Linked DNA regions of Sus scrofa: region 1 is linked to region 2. Evidence: chromatin contacts called from public promoter capture Hi-C data. All regions are on one chromosome and are shown on one strand. Each heading gives the region's core, a stretch centred on a gene start, on an enhancer-like site or on the middle of the called end of the contact. The rest is flanking DNA. Distances are from core to core; before and after follow the strand shown. Region 1 overlaps LOC106509522 (a long non-coding RNA gene). Region 2 holds the start of DCP2 (m7GpppN-mRNA hydrolase).

Evidence for each region. Promoter capture Hi-C pulls out the DNA fragments that hold promoters and counts their contacts.
Region 1: a contact with region 2 is called in a promoter capture Hi-C map of liver, with 7 times the contacts expected there. The contact joins the enhancer-like site here to the promoter of DCP2 in region 2. A contact is called at or near these places in 1 of 5 promoter capture datasets (liver), 9 of 47 Hi-C or Micro-C datasets (embryonic fibroblasts, fetal heart ventricle, fetal skeletal muscle and 6 more) and 1 of 2 datasets of contacts at active chromatin or transcription factors (alveolar macrophages).

The regions. Positions count from the first base shown.
Region 1 is chr2:117,154,042-117,158,719 of Sscrofa11.1, reverse strand. The region is part of intron 3 of LOC106509522 (a long non-coding RNA gene); the gene reads left to right. Among named protein-coding and RNA genes, the nearest start is that of EPB41L4A, 79 kb to the left of the region's middle. Within about 2 kb of position 1,964, at least 10 of the 83 cell types and tissues checked have an H3K27ac peak or open chromatin away from gene starts, as enhancers often do. A contact at or near this core is called in liver, where this site is marked.
Region 2 is chr2:116,801,894-116,806,543 of Sscrofa11.1, reverse strand. DCP2 (m7GpppN-mRNA hydrolase) reads left to right here and starts at 1,851. Exons shown (of 11, transcript XM_003123832.5): 1 at 1,851-2,120. The coding sequence starts at 2,068.

The DNA of each region.
Region 1 (4,678 bases), core at 715-3,214, 350 kb before region 2:
AGTGAAATAATAAGAAAATGGACAGTTTGGTTGCCATGGTTATTCCCATCCACCAGCTCATCTCACCCCCCATTTCCCATCATTTCTAATAACCTAGTTTCCCAGAATGATATTTTAGGAGCCTATAACCGAGGCTCTTTATTAGAAGGGCTGCCCTGTTGCCACCCTCTTCTGGCCACTTTTCCAGATTCCCTTTGTCTTGCCAGTTTTTGACATGGCAAGGGAATGGAAGATACCCAGCCTAAGACTACCAAGATTTTTCAGCACAGGTAAGTCTTGTGCTTGGTTGCAACCTCTTAGGTGTTAGGTGCATGAGTTCCTGAACCTTCTGTGTGTCACCAAGACAAACAGCAACTGAGATAGTGGGGTGCTATTTTCTTTAATGCTGACTTCACTTACTTTATAAGCAGCACACCTTGACAGGAGAGGCAGGTGGAATTTAGGAAAACAGTCTGGAGAATATGCTACCTTGTGAAACTGAGCTTGACAGCTCTCTTGGCTGCTTGGAATTTTTTTTGTAGCTAACAAAGACAGTATCTTAACTTTTGGCAGAAGCCCGTGAGACTGGAACAAATCCATTTAGGGCCCCTTAAGAGACAGTTTGTGGGGAATTATGTTCCCTTGGTAAATTCTGGTCTGTGTTACAGCAAGTTGTGAAGTTTGGCTTCCTATGGACTCATTCGATTTTTTTTTTTTTTTTTTTTTAAGGTATTAAAAAAAAAAAAAAGCCACACATCTAAACACTAGGTGGCAGCCTTACCTTTTGTGTCACCAGTCAAAGCCCTGATACAAACTCTTAATAATTAAGAAAATAAATTACACCATCAAATCTCAGCCTTCCTCTCCCATTTTTTAATTTAATATTGGCATCCAAATATAACAAACTTTCAAAGGCCATTCTTAAAGCAGACCCATAGCGTACATAGACTTGATTTTTTTTTTTTAAACATTTGCCCTATTGCCTACAGCTCCACAATTGCTCTAATTCTTTTTTCCTGGGTGATATTAGTGGATTAAACACTTGTTCCAGGAATGGAGGATTCTCTGGCAAACAAAAGACAAGGGCCTTGCTTTTGTGGAGCTTATATTCAAGTAGACAAGACAGTAACAAGAAATGAGCAAGTAGGAGTTCCAGTAGTGGCTCAGTGGTTAATGAATCAGACTAGGAACCATGAGGTTGCAGGTTTGATCCCAGGCCTTGCTCAGTGGGTTAAGGATCCGACGTTGCTGTGAGCTGTGGTGTAGCTTGAAGACGCGGCTCGGATCCCACGTTGCTGTGGCTCTGTCATAGGCCGGCAGCTACAGCTCTGATTCCACCCTTAGCCTGGGAACCTCCATATGCCACGGGTGCAGCCCTAGAAAAGGCAGAAAGACAAAAAAAAAAAAAAAAAAAAAAAAAGAAAAAAAAGAAAAAAAAAAAGAAATGAGCAAGTAAATGAAAATAACTTTAGATAATAGAGCATAATGTCATAGCAGTTGGGCATAAGGGGAAAGGGATGGTGGTCAGAAGAGGCTTCTGTGGGGGCTGTATGTGACTGGAAGCCGGAATGAAGGAAGCAGCCAGCCAAGTCAAGAGCTGGGGGGATGGTGGTCCAGGCAGAGGAGCACGTGCAGCAGCCCCGGGCAAGGACAAGCTGTGGTTGTTGAAGAATTAGAGGCTTTCTATTTAGGAACTGGACGGTGTGGCTGGAGCCTGGTGGAGTTGGGGGTGGGGAGGGAAGAATAGGCTAGAAGATAAACACGGGTCAGACCACATAAGGACAGCTGGCCAGGGATGGAAACAGAATTGATTCCAAGCTCAATCGAAAGCACTGGATAGAAGGGCAGAGGGAGCAGAGTTCACCGTTGCTATCGTCACAAAGGAGAATGTATCGCGCTTCTGACAGCACTCACGGTGGACTGATTATTAGCAGATTTCATAGACATGCTCCTACCCTAGGACCTCCCAACACAGAGCAGACCTCGAGGGCACAGCGCCCCCCAGTGAAGCATCATTCTGAGTGTGGATCCCTGCAAGGAGAAAGCAGAAGCTGAGGGGAGATCTATATTTGGAAACACTAAACACTGACAAGCATCCATTTGCCTCTGAAAAAGTATTTTGACCCCTACACCTCTTTTATGCCAGAAAGAAAAATGAAAGAGGTAGAATTTTCCCATCACGAGATGCACAGATCAAATTCAGGCTCTAGGACTGCTGAGTTCTGCTTGACTCTTTTTGCCTGGCATCTAACAACGGAAGCTTTATGATAAGAGATGCTGGCAACAAATTGATAGGAGACAGTCTATTTAGTGCACTGACTGAGGCATTTCAGTCGGAAAGCAAACATCTAAAATAAACAGCCTTGCTCAGCTGGCCCTAAGATTTTTTTTTGATATAGTCACACCCTGAGTTGTTTATGGGCTATGCTTCCCACTTAGCCTCATGGCTTGACCCTGAGCAGCATCTTGGGAGGCTGTGAGCAGAAGGCCAAGGAGGAGGCTTTGCTTCTTGACCAAACAAAACAAAGATGAAGGTGCTGGGCTGCATTTTCCTGCCAGCTGCATATGTGCACACAGACACGTATGCCACCCTTTAATGTCTTTTCCCCCCTTTTGAACTTGCTCTGTCTCAGTGTCATCAGCTGAGGAGCTGGCCCATTCAAGTAAGTAAATGAGGAGTGTGTATTGAGTGGAGGGTATGTCCAAGTGGAGAGAAAATGCCCATGGAGAGGAGACAGCCACTCCCCACCCCCAGCCAACTGTTGCCAGGCACGAATGTGGGGCCTGATGTTATTGATATCCTGATTATTCTAGAAAAAAAAATGGAAGTCCAGATTTTTATGTGAAGTCTCCTGTCTTTTAAAATGTTTGCAACTGATTCAACTTGAAAAAAAATCTTATATAACAAACTAAGGAGGAGTTCGCATTGTGGCTCAGTGGTAACGAACCTGACTAGGATCCATAAGGATGCAGATTGAATATCCCTGGCCTTGCTCAATGGGTCAGGGATCCAGCATTGTTGTGAGATGTGGTGTAGGTCGCAGACATGGCTCGGATCCCACATGGCTGTGGCTGTGGTGTAGGCCGGTGGCTAGCGCTCCAATTCAACCTGTAGCCTGGGAACCTCCATATGACGTGGGTGCAGCCCTGAAAAAACAAAAACAAAAACAAACCTGGGGAATATAACAAAAGAGAAGCAGACTTACAGAGAACGAATAGTGGTTACCAGCTGGGTGGCAATATAGTGGTGGTGGTGGGAGGTACAAAGTGCTGGGTGTAGGATGAGCTCAAGGATGTATTGCACAGCACAAGGAATATAGCCAATATTTTGTAGTAACTGTATGTGGAATGTAACCCTTAAAAATTGTATAAACACTTTTTAAATTCTTAAAAAATCTTGATGGCCAAATAAATCATGTCTATGGGCCTAATAGGTCCTGTGGGCCCCCCATTTGTAACCTCTGCTTCAGTCATTTATTTTCCAGTATTTATTATAATTTCAAATGTATTGGAGTTCCCTAGTGACCTGGTGGGTAAGGATCTGGTATCGTCACTGCTGTGACTATGATTGATATGTTCAGTCCCTGGCCCAAGAACTTCCACATGCCGCAGGCATGGCCCAGAAAAGGTAGACAAGTTGAATAATTTTACAACGAACACTTCTGTACATCTACTACCTAGATTCTACCTGCTTTATTACATATCTGTTCAGTTACTTACTGTAATCAGATTTTAACTGTATGGAAATTCGAAGGGACAGGAAAGAGGAAAAGAGAGGGTAAGTCCTGTAGAGGTGACTCTAGTTTCAAGCCCATTTCTTAAAATTCAGCCTCAGGGCGTTGGGAGGTGGGAGGGGAGGGGAAATGGCTAATCAATCGGCATAATGTTTCAGCTGTGCAAAATGGAAAAGTTCTAGAGATCAGCTGTACAACTTTGTACCTAGAGATAGCAACTGTATTGTACACTTAAAAATCTAAGAGGCTGGATACCATGTTAAGCATTCTTACCACAATAAAATTAATAATAATTAATAAATTTTTAAAAATTCGGCCTCTTTTATTTGCCCTGTTTTCTGTTTGACCATTCTGTATGCTAACAATGAAAGAAAGAGAAATTAGGGGAGCAATCCTGTTTACCATCACATCCAAAAGAATAAAATACCTAGAAGTAAACCTACCTAAAGAGACAAAAGACCTGTACTCTGAAAACTGTAAGACACTGCTGAAAGAAATCAAAGATGACACAAAAAAAGGAAAGACATACCATGCTCTTGGATTGGAAGAGTCAATATTATCAAAATGACTATACTACCCAAGACAATCTACAGAAATGAAAAGACAACCCACAGAATGGGAGAAAATCTTTGCAAATTAATCCACTGACAAGGGATTAATCTCCAAAATTTATAAACACCTCCCACAGCTCAATACCAAAAAAACAAAAAACCCCATCAAAAAATGGGCAGAAGATCTAAACAGACAATTCTCCAAAGAAGACATACGGATGGCCAAAAAACACATGAAAAGATGTTCAACGTCACTCATTATTAGCAAATCAAAACCACTATGAGGTACCACCTTACACCAGCCAGAATGGCCATCATCAAAAAGTCTACAAACAATAAGTGCTGGAGAGAGTGTGGAGAAAAGGGAACCCTATTATGCTGTTGGTGGGATTGTAAACTGGTACAACCACTGTG
Region 2 (4,650 bases), core at 602-3,101:
TAGGTGGACACCAAATTAATAGGAAAAAGCAACTGAGACGAATAAAAGACTATTCAGGAAGAAGGAAATGTTAAAAATGTATTAATATCCCCCTAGGGATAGGGCATCTTTGAAGCAAGACTGTGACACCACAACAAAGAGACACTTGGAATTCCTGTCATGGCCCAGAAATGAATCCAACCAGGAACCATGAGGTTTTGGGTTTGATCCCTGGCCTTGCTCAGTGGGTTAAGAATCCGGCATTGCCATGAGCTGTGGTGTAGGTCACAGGCGTGGCTCAGATTCTGCATTGATGTGGCTGTGTCTTAGGCCGGCAGATGAGCTCTGGTTGGACCCCTAGCCTGGGAACCTCCATATGCCTCGGGTTCGGCCCTAAAAAGCAAACAAACAAAACAAAACCCCAAAACAACAAACCCAAAGAGACATTTGCAGAATGAAAGAATTCTAGAAAAGTAAATATTATAGACAGCTTGAAAATAAAGTTGGAGAATCCTCCAGTAAAAAAGCAAAGGTCAAAGATGGAAAACAGGAGAGTAAAATAGATGGTAATAGGGCTCCTGTGTCAAGTTTGGGCTTGATCATATGTCAGAAGATAATGCAGGGGAGGTATCGGAAGCCAAAAAGATGGTAACAAGCACATATCTGAACAAAACAAAACACAACAAAAATTGGGCAGGGTTTGGTACAGGCAAAAAATGGAGGCAGAGGTCTCAGATTTGTGAGGAAAAATAATGCCAACCAGGAGTTTCCAGTATGGCTCAGCGGAAAGAATCTGACTAGCATCCATGAGGAAACAGATTCCATCCCTAGCCTCACTCAGTGGGTTAAGGATCTGTTGTTGCCTGTGAGCTGTGGTGTAGGTTGCAGACACTGCTGGGATCCAGCTTTGCTGTGGCTGTGGTGTAGGCGGGCAGCTTCAGCTCCAATCTGACCCATAGCCTGGGAATTTCCATACGCTGCAGGTGCGGCCCTTAAAAAAAAAAGAGAGAGAAAAAAAAAAAAAAAAAAACCCAAACTGATATAAAGGCAAAGTGTGTTTGGACAGAAATTTAGAAAAAAGATGGGAGATTAAGTCGAAGAATGGACTAAATTTCACGACCGTGCATGTGGGCCTGTGGGTCTGATAGCAAAGGAGCAAGTTAAAAAAATGGATGGATCCAGAGTTTCTTTAAGGATTCATCCCAAATGGATTGGACTCCATTACGCAAGATGGGGAATGAGTACTAGCCGGTTGGAGTGGTGTGAGCATACAGAAAGCGGAATGCAAGCTCCTGAGTTTGGGTAAAAATCAATTCGTATTTCTGTGATCTCATAGTGTGTCAAATACTGGGATAGAGACCCTTGTCTTCACAGCCAGGGCTGGGTGCCCGCAGAGGGACAGAGGCGAGCCACTACAAAACTTAAAAAACTCTTTTCAGGGGTTTGTAGCGAAAAGAGACATAACCCTTAGCCTGCAGGGGTTAGGGGCGGCGGTGAGTGTGTGTTGGGGATATCAGGTGACAGGAACCAGGCCTGCAGGCTCTGCAGTACAGACGTCGGAGCCTACTCAGCCACCAAGAGGACGCGCAGACCTTGCCCACATCCCGGATATGGTCTCGAGATCTACAAGTAAAATTGAAGTCCTGTAGACTTTCTAGTAGTGCCAAGAAAGCATAGGGCGCATGCGCCTGTCCCCCGCCCCAAGGCCCAGTCCGAGGCGGCGGGAAGTTGGTTTTCTGAGTAGCGACTGAGCAGCTTGAAGGCGGATTGGAGCCGACGGACCAATAAACAAATGTCTCATTGGCTTAGCTTGTCCAGGCTCCCGGTTCTCCAGCCTTCCCATTGGGCCTTTCAAGCAGAGCAGGGGCGTGGCCCCAGGGGCTCCGCCCCGCGCCCGGGCCCAGCCTCGGGGTCCTGGGTTGAGAGAGCCGGACGGAAGTGAGCGGGTCCCGCCCCTTCCCCTTCTCGTTTTCGTTGGAACCGCTGCCACCGCTGCCCCCTTTCTGACTAGCCGGAGTCTCCGTTCCGTGTCCTCGGTCCCCGGCCGCGCGGAGCCGGGATGCACTGCTCCTGCTGTGGGTCCTCATCATGGAGACCAAACGGGTGGAGATTCCCGGCAGCGTCCTGGACGATCTCTGCAGGTACCGTAGCGCCCAGTGCTGCTCCGGCCCCCTTCCTCCCCCAGCTTCTTTTCTCTCAGTTTCGGCGACCCCGGAGGCCTCTGGGTCTCCTACCCGGGCCCACATCCTGTCTTGGCTTTCTGGTCCTGCTGCTGCTCCCTTCCCCGGGTCGACCCTTACCGTGGATGACACTGCCCATCTTTTGCCCGCAGCCTCCTGATTGCTCACGTTTCCCTCCACTCCTCCTTGCTCTGCGTTGGAATTCCCTCGTTTTCTTAGTTCCCTATTTTTCTTTCCCAATGCCGCTTCGCCAAAGCTTCTGTCTTTGGCTTTTGGGGGCTGCCCCTCCCCCTCCCTTTGCTTTTTCTGCTCTCACTTTTACAGACCGTATTCTCCCCTCCTCCCCTCCGCCTGATTCCCCAGTGCCGTTGAAAAACCCCAAGTTTTTTTAAGTCTTAGGATCCCAGGTCATTGGACCTACGGAGGGAGCAGTTCACATTTACCCTTCTCTTCTGTGGCGTTCTCTAAACTACTATAAAGAATTGCTGTCTTGTTCATCCCCAAACTTAACATTAGAAGTGGAAAAAAAAGCCTAGAGTTCCATTTTCGTTTTCTTTTTTTCATCCCTTAATTATCCTTCTTAAAAGAAATTCTCAACTGCAGGCTTTTAGCTCATAGTATAGTTTTACAAGAGAGATTTTCTACATTCTTCTCGATGGCTGTATTTTCAGTTAGCTAAGCATGTGTAAAACGGACTTAAAATTTTACTTCAGGAAAAGAAAATATTTTTAGTGCAGTAATACCCCGAGTTTTCGTTGGCGTAAGTGGGTTGCGAAGTAATTTAAATTACAAATGAGTGCAAGTTCTGATTAAAATAACCGCTTTTCACCGTATTTATGTCTAAAAGTATGATTTTTAGTAGTTGTGTCTCATTCACGCCTTTTTTAATGGGAAGAACTGTATTTGTGGAGTTAATACTGAATGCCAGGCAGGCACTGGTTGCTCTCTTCACATGTATCATTTAATCCTAGAAACAACTCTGTTTGGTTGGTGCATTTATTTCCATTTCCATCTAAGAGACACACTGAGAGGTTGTAATTTACACAAGGTCACATTCATCCTAATTTAGAAAATCAAGATTTGAAAGCTAGGCCTTTTTCTCTTTCATGTCTGTGCTTTTTCTCTTACACAAGTGGATGTAGTAGAAAATCAAGTCTAACATCATACCCTCACAGAAGAAAACTACATATGAATAAGTAAATAGGCAAATTCTGCAACTGCTAAGAAGTAACAACACTGTACTTCTTTATAATGTTGTGATGATAACTTTTGGAATATGGGAGACTCGAATGAACCACTTAAGGCACTCATTTTCTATGATATCCAATTTCTTAAGAAAAAAGAGGTTTGATGTCTGTATAGATAAGTGACTGGAAGAATTTGTACCAAAAGTGGGATTATGATTTTTATTTATTATTCATGTTTCCAAGATTATAAAGCATATGCATTTTATAGTTAGAAAAGTTAAATATGGGTAATATTTGCGAAGGTGAGCAATAACTGTGTATTAGTTAATGGAGATAGAGGTTGATTTAGAAAAGGTGGGTAATCTACTTTTTACAGGCACCTAAACTAATTATCCCATTAGTATTGGGTTTATTCTGTGTATTACCGAAGATTACATTTAAAGAAGTCATCAACCATTATGAAGGTGATTGATTTTATGTGTGTCATCATCTTACAAAATAATGGTGGTGTGTTTGTTAACATCATGTTAAACATCTGTGAGTGTTAAAGATTCTTAGTTTTCCTGAGTGTGTTTAAGCTATTTTACACAAATCTTTTGGAATAGAGAAATTTTGTTTTTTCCCTTAAGGAAAGTTTTTTGTAATTACTTGTTTTGGCTCTGTAAGGATGATGTGTTGAAAAGTTAGGGCTAGCTGCTTGCTAAACTAATAATGAAAGTGTTACCAAACCAAACGTGGGTCTTCTAGCCTGATAAGCCAGAGAGCCACTACTGACACAGGGTTATGGTGACGGGAAGTAGAGCATTTATTGCTGGGATAAGCGAGAAAGTGCAGTTGAGGCCAAAAGTTGAACTCCCCAGTGGCTTTCAGGGAAGAGTTTTTAAAGGCAAGTTGAAGGAGAGGGTCCCTGGTGAGTCATCAGCTCATGGACATCTTTCTGATTGGTTAGTGGTGAGATTTTGGGAATCTCAAATTATCAACCTTCTGGTTTCAAGGGTCTGAGGCTTGTGTGCTGAAGGTTAGCATGCAGTTAACTTCCTCCACCTGGTGGGGTTTGAATTTTTGCAAAACAACTTGAGGGTATGGCTCAGGATATTATCCATAGACCTTGAGGAGGAACTAAAGGTCTTTGACTTTGTTTTATGGCTAAGCTATTAATATTTTGTCTTGCTTGACTGCTTTCTTTTGTTTCTGCATTTTCTTGCTTCTCTGAACCAAATTAGCCTTGGCGGCTAAAAATTTCTCTAAATAAGAGGTAGGCCACAGCGAATGGGGGGGTGGAGGGTGGGGCTGTGTTTCCCCAG